Regions from separate parts of the Mus musculus genome. Here region 1 is linked to region 2. Evidence: chromatin contacts called from public HiChIP or PLAC-seq data. All regions are on one chromosome and are shown on one strand. Each heading gives the region's core, a stretch centred on a gene start, on an enhancer-like site or on the middle of the called end of the contact. The rest is flanking DNA. Distances are from core to core; before and after follow the strand shown.

The links. HiChIP or PLAC-seq counts read pairs in DNA pulled down with a chosen protein or histone mark.
Region 1: a contact with region 2 is called in an H3K27ac HiChIP or PLAC-seq map of T-cell acute lymphoblastic leukemia, with 4 times the contacts expected there. The contact joins two enhancer-like sites. A contact is called at or near these places in 2 of 39 promoter capture datasets (the C10 cell line and hippocampal neurons), 1 of 15 datasets of contacts at CTCF or cohesin (the NIH/3T3 cell line), 1 of 484 Hi-C or Micro-C datasets (the N1E-115 cell line) and 7 of 115 datasets of contacts at active chromatin or transcription factors (T-cell acute lymphoblastic leukemia, craniofacial prominence, embryonic basal ganglia and 4 more).

Annotation. Positions count from the first base shown.
Region 1 is chr12:109,435,324-109,439,506 of GRCm38.p6, reverse strand. No RefSeq gene overlaps it. Among named protein-coding and RNA genes, the nearest start is that of Dlk1, 16 kb to the left of the region's middle. Within about 2 kb of position 1,491, at least 78 of the 459 cell types and tissues checked have an H3K27ac peak or open chromatin away from gene starts, as enhancers often do. A contact at or near this core is called in T-cell acute lymphoblastic leukemia, where this site is marked.
Region 2 is chr12:108,929,807-108,933,766 of GRCm38.p6, reverse strand. All of the region lies in intron 2 of Wdr25 (WD repeat domain 25), which reads right to left. Among named protein-coding and RNA genes, the nearest start is that of Wdr25, 38 kb to the right of the region's middle. Within about 2 kb of position 2,511, at least 27 of the 459 cell types and tissues checked have an H3K27ac peak or open chromatin away from gene starts, as enhancers often do. A contact at or near this core is called in T-cell acute lymphoblastic leukemia, where this site is marked.

The sequences.
Region 1 (4,183 bases), core at 242-2,741, 510 kb before region 2:
GCAGAGCCTAGAGAAGAATAGAGCTCATTTGGCATGCTCGCTGGTAAAGCCACTGCTCAGCACTGGGAATGCCACTGGCAAGTCTGGAAGGCTCTAAAGAGTGTCTGAACTGATAGCCTGAGTGTGGACTTCAGCTCCCATATTGGAGGAAGAAACAAGAGTTTTGAAAAGAGGATCGTGTCTAGAGTTTCATGTCTCAGAGCTAAGGAAACATAGATAGACACTAGCACGCTGGACACCCTTCTTGGCCCCTCTCTAACCTTGTTACTGGGCCTTTGAAGTGGGAGCAACGTGGAGCAGACCTTGTAAGCACATTCTAGTCTGCTACATGCCTAGTGGAAGGAAAATGTATGCGGGGAAGAACAGGCCACAACAACTGAAGTAGAGTCCCCAGCCCTGGGCAACAGCCCCGAGACGGACAGAGTACGCAGGTCAGGTCAGACTGTGTGAGCTACTCTAGCTGGGCCCCAGGAGAGCCACTAGGCCCCAGCAGGGCCTTTGGAAGACATCCCAGTGGAGGTAGAGATGGGCCTTGATAGGTTCAAAGGAGTGTGCCAATTCAGGGGAGGGGGAGGTCTTCCCGGCAACAGGAGGAAGCCCAGCCAGGGCAGGCCAGGCACCCGGGCGCCTGGCTATTTTGGGAGCTGAGTCTCAGAAGAGTGAGGGGAGCAGCTGTCCCTAAGGAGGTGAAGCTTGGAGGGGTCCCCAACATGACCTTACTGGGCATTGCCACAGGAAAAGCTCAGGCAGGTTCCAAGAAGTGAAGCTACAAGGTCAGAGCCTTAAGAAGCCCCAGCGGTCACCGTGGCAGCCATGGTGGAAGAAGGGCATGGCGACAGCTGAAAGGCCAAGGGGCAGAGATGGGGTAGAGGAAGAGGAGTGGGGTGCTGTGGGGCGTGGCTGGAGTAGGGAAGATAGAGGAGAGACACAGAAGTAGAAGTTTAAAGGCAGTTCTCCTCCTTAGCAAGTCCCCCTCCCACTCCTGCGTCTGTTCCGTTTAACACAGACAGGGAAAATACATTCACATATCCCCAAGATGAGTAGTGGTAAGATTTAAAAAAAAAAAGAAAGAAAGAAAGAAAGAAAGAAAGAAAGAAAGAAAGAAAGAAAGAAAGAAAGAAAGAAAGAAAGGCTCCAGACAGAACAGTGTGTATATAATGAACTCATTTATGTAGTGTGAAAGGGAACGTACCAGATCCACTTTTCTATGTATATGTTTACACAGACATAGATGTTTCAGGAAGATCACACAAGAAACTGTTACTGCATTCACCTCTGCTGAGTGGGCGGGGACTGGGGTGGAAGGAGGATTCACTCCTTAAAGTGTCGTGCGGAAGAGAGTCAGTGTTACTCTTTAAACCACTTCTAAAAGAAAAAGAAACAGAGTGGGGGAGATGGCGGCATCTGGCTTATATCCATACATGGCCGGATGTGGTTATCTGGAAGGCAGTGCAGGCCTGAAGGCCCCAGAAGGCTCGCCCTACTCCCCCTTTGCGTGCCTCAACTTTTCTACCACCCTGGGTCCCGCTGGCTCCCCGGGCAGCACACCTGCCCCGCCTAGCGCCCCTGCTCTCGGCGAGCTGGCTGCGCCCCCTGCCGGCGGGTCTCCTGGCCTCGCCTCGCCAACGTGGAGGAGGAAGAGGGCTGGAAGGCGCCTACTCTGCAGCAGTTACCAGTTCATCCCCGGGATGTCTGCATTTCCTCAGAGAGTGGCTCCTGTAGGGAACAGATAAGAGGAGAGCCGTTGTGAATGAATGCAGGCAAGGGGAGCCTATTCATTATCGTTTTCAGCCTAATGAAGCCCTCTGAAGGTTCTCTTCAGAGTGATAAATCCCTCCAGGGCCCCAGTCCTTCCAGTCACGAAGCCACAGGCTTGTCATAACTCATGTCCCAGGAACCATACTGCTTGTTCCAAACTTCCTCAATACAGGCTGCTCAGGAGGCCCAAGAGGAAGACCGATAACAAATTTTTGGAAGCACAGACGTTCCCAGGCATTGATTGTCCAGGCATTCTGACGGATAGTTCTGGGGGTTCACTCCTCCCCGTGGCCCAATCCTATCAGCCTTGGCAGTGTGGGGGCCGGGCAGAGGAAGCTGGCAGAGTCAGCTGTGTATGAGGAGAGGGGACCCAAAGACAGCCAGGAGTCTGTAACTGTGGTAATGGGCCGTCTAAAACGTGGGGGATGTGAGAGGGGTCCTTGTTCTCCCGAGCAAGGTATTTTTTTTGGGCAGTCATATGGGGTGGAAGGTGCCTCAAGCCTGCAGAGTTCCTCCCTCCCCAACTAGGCCCCCTGCCTTCCAGTCACTGCTCCTGACGTCCGTTCCCAGCAAACGCAGCCAGGTGGCTGGATGCTCTCACCCCTCATGGGAGCAGAACAGACAGCTACGTGAGACACAGTCCAGACTACGGCCTGTTCCATACAGTTTCCCATCCGTACAGCCAGGCTTGGCCAAATGGCTCCCTGGTGTCAGGGCGGTGAAGGTCTTCTACATCCCCTCAGCAGGAGGGGCGCACAGAAGAGGCCCGTTCAGGGGTGTGTGAGGATGCGGAAGGGAGCCAGAGGCCCAGGCAGGGGCTGTTTCTCTGTGTGAACATGGAAAGAACGAAGCCCTGCTTCCTCCAGTGGCTTCTTCACCCACACTGCCCACCCCGATGTGTGAAGGACAGTCTCACTTTGCTCAGCTCTTGTGGTAACATCGTTCCCAGACCTTTGTCCTTCCCTATACAAACATAAAGCTCTCCCTAATGTGGTTCTCTGAAGGCCAGCGCCACTTTCACACAGACTCTGCGGTGACACGGATCTGAGACCTTTGGCCCTTCCTTGTACAAACAAGGGCCTTTTCCCAGAGTGGTCCTCTGTCCCGTCCACCCCCAATTAGGGAACGTGGGATGTACATCGGTCTCAGCCTGCCGTGGGGCTACTTTGAACAGGACAGAAGAGATATTTTGGGCTCTCCCCTTCCTGGAAGCCTGGTCCTGGCTGCCACCCCAGGGGGATATATGAGAAGAGTCCCGAGAGGTGTGGAAAGGGCGGGGCGGGGCAAGGCAGGGACTGCTCCAGCCTAGGACTGGTAGTGCCACCCAGAGGCCTGGGCCAGTAACTGACCTGTGGGAATCTGGGGGGAGGGGTGTCTCTGGGCCAGGTGTGGTTGTGGAGAACAGGACAGAGAAGGATCCTGAGTCTCTCTTTATGTCTTCTGCTGCTGCAGCCATATCTACAAAGCCCGGAGATGATCCCTTCTATTTCCCGTGCGTGGCCCTCTGGGTCCAGCATAGGGGCAGAAGGGAGCGTGTGAAGGCTGGGGGTTGCCTTTGAGTGGAGACTGAGTGCTCTGGCCAGGGAGTTTGCCTTTCAGCTGGGATTTGGAGACAGAGTGAGAATTTAAAATGAGAAGTAACTGGTTGGCTTTGCTGCTGTTGTGCTATTTAAAGAAAAATCAGAGAGGGCAGAAGACTGAGAGACGAGAAAATCACACACTGGGACCCTTCAAGAGTTGGCCTCCTTGGGATCAGAGGACTGTGGCTGCAGTCTGGCACTGGGCCATCCCACAGCTCTCTGGGAGGACCTTCCCTGTGACTTCCCAGATGCCCAACTGTGGACCACCTCAGAGCCCAGACTGAGTGGGGTTGGCCTTTTATTCGAGACATGTGGGACTTAAAATTATATTTTATTTTTGTCTTTAAAAAGACTTATGAGCCAGGCGTGGTGGTGCACACCTTTAATCCCAGCACTCGGGAGGCAGAGGCAGGAGGATTTCTGAGTTCGAAGCCAGCCTGGCCTACAGAGTGAGTCCCAGGACAGCCAAGGTTACATAGAGAAACCCTGTCTTGAAAAACCAAAAAAAAAAAAAAAAAAAAAGAAAAGGACATATTTTATGTATATGAGTACACTGTACACTGTAGCTGTCTTCAGACACACCAGAAGAGAGCATGAGATTCCATTATAGATGGTTGTGAGCCACCATGTGGTAGCTGGGATTTGAACTCTGGACCTCTGGAAGACCAGTCGGTGCTCCTAACCACTGAGCCATCTCTCCAGCCCCACAAATTGTACTTTTAAAGGCAGGTATAGCATCATACTCCCGTGGTCACAGAACAAAGAAGGCTAAGCCAGAAAAATTGCCAAGAATTCATAACCAACCCGAGCTATATATATATATCAAGACCCGGCCTCAAAAGATG
Region 2 (3,960 bases), core at 1,262-3,761:
CGTTGCAGGGCCGACTATAAAACAACGGTAAAAACCACTCAGCACACAGGGTGTGATTCTGCTAACCCCAGTGCAAGCGCAGCACAGAGGGCGACTGTCAGAGACTATAAACAGGAGCCAATTTACTAATTAGCTTTGAAAACATGACCCAAAATGGCATATGAAAAACCCCTACAGAACGATAAACAATATGTTCACAAGTAAAAGATACAAAATAGAAGTTATTTGCTGTGGGCTTCAATGCCCTAGCCAGCAGAGGGAGGCGAGGAGGTAGGCAGTTGGGGTGTGGTGCCATATACAAGCATGCTGTGGAGGCTGCAGCTCCAGGCCCTGGGATGCCTCCTGGCAGGGCTAGGGTTGGGAAGCTGCTCCCTGTGACGACACTGCAGGCACAGCTATAGACTGACACCAGGCAAGCACTGCAGGTACAACTATAGACTGACACCAGGCAAGCACTGCAGGTACAGCTATAGACTGACACCAGGCAAGCACTGCAGGTACAACTATAGACTGACACCAGGCAAGCACTACAGGTACAGCTATAGACTGACACCAGGCAAGCACTGCAGGTACAACTATAGACTGACACCAGGCAAGCACTGCAGGTACAACTATAGACTGACACCAGGCAAGCACTACAGGTACAGCTATAGACTGACACCAGGCAAGCACTACAGGTACAGCTATAGACTGACACCAGGCAAGCACTGCAGGTACAGCTATAGACTGACACCAGGCAAGCACTGCAGCACAGTTTATTCCCAGGTTCAGACCCACAATCCAGGGGAATACAGTATTTTTTTTTAAATGATCCTAGAGAGACTTCAGAGCATAAGCTGGTATATGCAAAATCCTTTAGCTTCCCATTATTTCAAATATGCACATCCTTGAACAATTAGCTCAAGAAGAGAATCTAAGCATATGCTGTGGCCTTTAGCACTGAGGCTAGGCCAGGGCCACGGACTGCCTTGGGGCACAGCACAAGGCTCATTTGAGAGATGTGGACATGTCCACAGCCCTATCCACGATCCTCTTCCAGCTATGGAGACAGCTCTTGACATTGTTGTCTGAAATTACATGTCAAAATTACTACATTAATGCGAACAGCTACAAAACTATACCTCACTTCTAAATGAAAACACCAGGCTGACAAACCTTCCAGCAGATACAAGACTGTTAATGTGGTAAAGACTATTATGTTTCTAAAGACATTACCATAGCCCCCACCCTTTCAGCAAGGAGAGATGCTGAACTATATTGGAAACCTCTGTGAATTGCCTAATTATAGTTAATAAGGTCATCATCTTTCCAATGAAATGGCCTTTTTGTTTTCCAACAGAGCCCTCAACAATTCTAAAAGCTCCATTTGAAGGCTCCCCAAGAAGACTATCACATTACAGGGCAGGCAGTGGCAGAGGGGAGTGAGGCATGAAGGAGAGGGAAGAGGACACTCTCATAGGGTCAGCAGAGCAAGGCAGGATCCTGGGTGAGAGAACAGAAGGGGAAGGAGGCAGTGAGACTCCCAAGAGGCGGGGGGGGGGGGGGGAGGGGGGGCACCATGGGCCATCTGAGCGTGACAAACGTGCCTTGGCATTTGGCTGTGCCTAATGCTCTGGCAGTGAAGACTTTTATATTTATTTTTCACTTTTAATAGTTGCACAGAAGGCAGAAAGGCCAACTCTGGGGTGCCAATGTGTGAAGTACAAAGTTGCAAGCAGTGTGAAGGAAAAAAACAAGAAGCCAAAAATGATGTTTGAGTAAACAGGTCCATGCTGGGAGTCAGGGGGAAATGAGTCCACATGACAAGCCTGTCCACAGTAAGATGATGGAGGCAGATGACAGGAGAGCCAGGAAGAGCAAAGGTCGGCAGAACCACCTTCCTGCCTCTGTGCATAGCTGCAGCCCCACTGAGCAGCCCCACGGTGAGTGAGAGCAAGCTCACCAGCTCAGGCCAGCCCTACAAGGCACACAACCGGGAAAGGCTCAGCCTCTAGAGCCCCCATCCGCGAGAGGAGGAGCACGTCCAGCAGTGCTCCCCAGAGGGGGAAGGTGGCCCACCTGAGCTTACTGTCAAAGCAAGAGTCAAGCGGGAGACTCCAAAGAGCAATAAGCCAACAGTTCATGCCATCAAGGGGGTTGGTTTCCCTTGAAGTAGACTGGCCCTACACCTGGACATTACACAACTTCTGCAGGCTGAAACAGTTGTCTCCAATACATGTGACATAACAACCCACCAAGGAACTCCCCAGGTTCAGCTGCTTCCTCACACCTCCACCCTGGGCCAGTGTGGGCACAAGACTTGGCAAAGGATACAAACAGAATCTACCATGACTGATTATGGGAACAGTGGCCACATAATCACCATGTGGCACCTGCTGCTCACTGGGGTACACAAAGCACCTCACTGGTGCTTACTCTGATTGTCTAAAACATACTTCCTACACAGGAGCAGCAAACTGCTGTGAGGAACAGACACACTCAAGAAGACTGTAAGTCAGTGACTCACAGCCGGGGAGTGGCTACACAGCATGTGTCCATCTACGAGGGTGGGAACACACCCCCACCCCCTTCTGTCTCCTGCCCCTGGGCCTGCTATCTGGTAGAATGCTCATCAGAGCAGCAGGGTAGTGGGGAGGTGGTAACACAGCCAGCTGTGCTTGGTAGTTCACAGGCACTGTCAGGAACTATGTGGCATTTGAACTAACCCTGCAAGCAAACTGACAAGGCTGGACTGGCAGAGAGCGCCAAAACACTTTGCCAGAGACACTAGACTCCTGGAGCAGAGAGAAAAGCAGCAGTCAGAAAACACTCCCTAGATTTCACAGGTGATGAGATGAAGGCCAGGTGGAACCTGAATACGCCTTAGGATGCATCATGGGAAGGGTTTGAACACTGGGAAGATCCAACTGCACATGACTGCAACCTCTGGACTGAGGGAAGTCACCATCTTCATTGACTCAGGGTGCAAATGAATGGAGACACTATCTTCATTGTCTAAGCTGCTGGATATACACACATACTGGAAGGCATGTCAGGGCAAACAGGCTGTTCTTGCCTTTGATCAGGGGTTGGTAGGAGGGGCTCACGTTGAGGGGTGGTTTGTGGACAGGATTGCCCATAGCTGCTGATGGATTGAAGGCTATGGGTGGAATATGAACCTTGACACATCACATCTTGCCCATAGCTCATAGCATCTCATTCTCAGTTACTGAAGCCAGAACATTAGCCTCCATTCCATCAGCAGAGCCCCTCATATATGAAGCGGAGCACGCAACTACCACACAACCTACAGCAGCTCCATTCCTGGATGTGAGCCCAAGAAAAACAGAATTTGTCCACATACATGGTCATAAAAGTATGATCTGTGATTGCCCCAGATTGGAAACAAAGAAGCTGCCCATCAACAAAAGAATGGATGGCAAGTCACAGTACTTTCATGCAATAGAACACTATTCAGCAATGAAAAGGAATTTAGGGCCAGTGAGATGACTCAGCAGGTAAAGGTCCTGGCTGCAAACCTCACAACCTGAGTTTGACACCTAGAACACAGAATGGGAGAACCAACCCTAGAAAGCTAAAAGTTGTCCTCTGACCCTAGTCATGTGCATGTGCAAACACACACACACACTCCACATGTGTTTGTGTGAATAAATATGATAAAAATCTAAAGGAGTATATGATGAACATTATAGATGAATCTCATAAGTATTTTATTACAAGGAAGAAATCTGGGCTGAGCACGGTGGCTCATGCATGGGCACGGTGGCTCATGGGTTTGGTGGCTCACAGGCTTGGTGGCTCATGGGCTTGGTGGCTCATGCATGGGCATGGTGGCTCATGGGCATGGTGGCTCATGCATGGGCACAGTAGCTCATGCATGGGCACAGTGGCTCATGCACATAGTCCCGGATGAATTCAAAGCTTCCTGTACTATATAGTAAGCTCTAAGGCAGCTTGGGC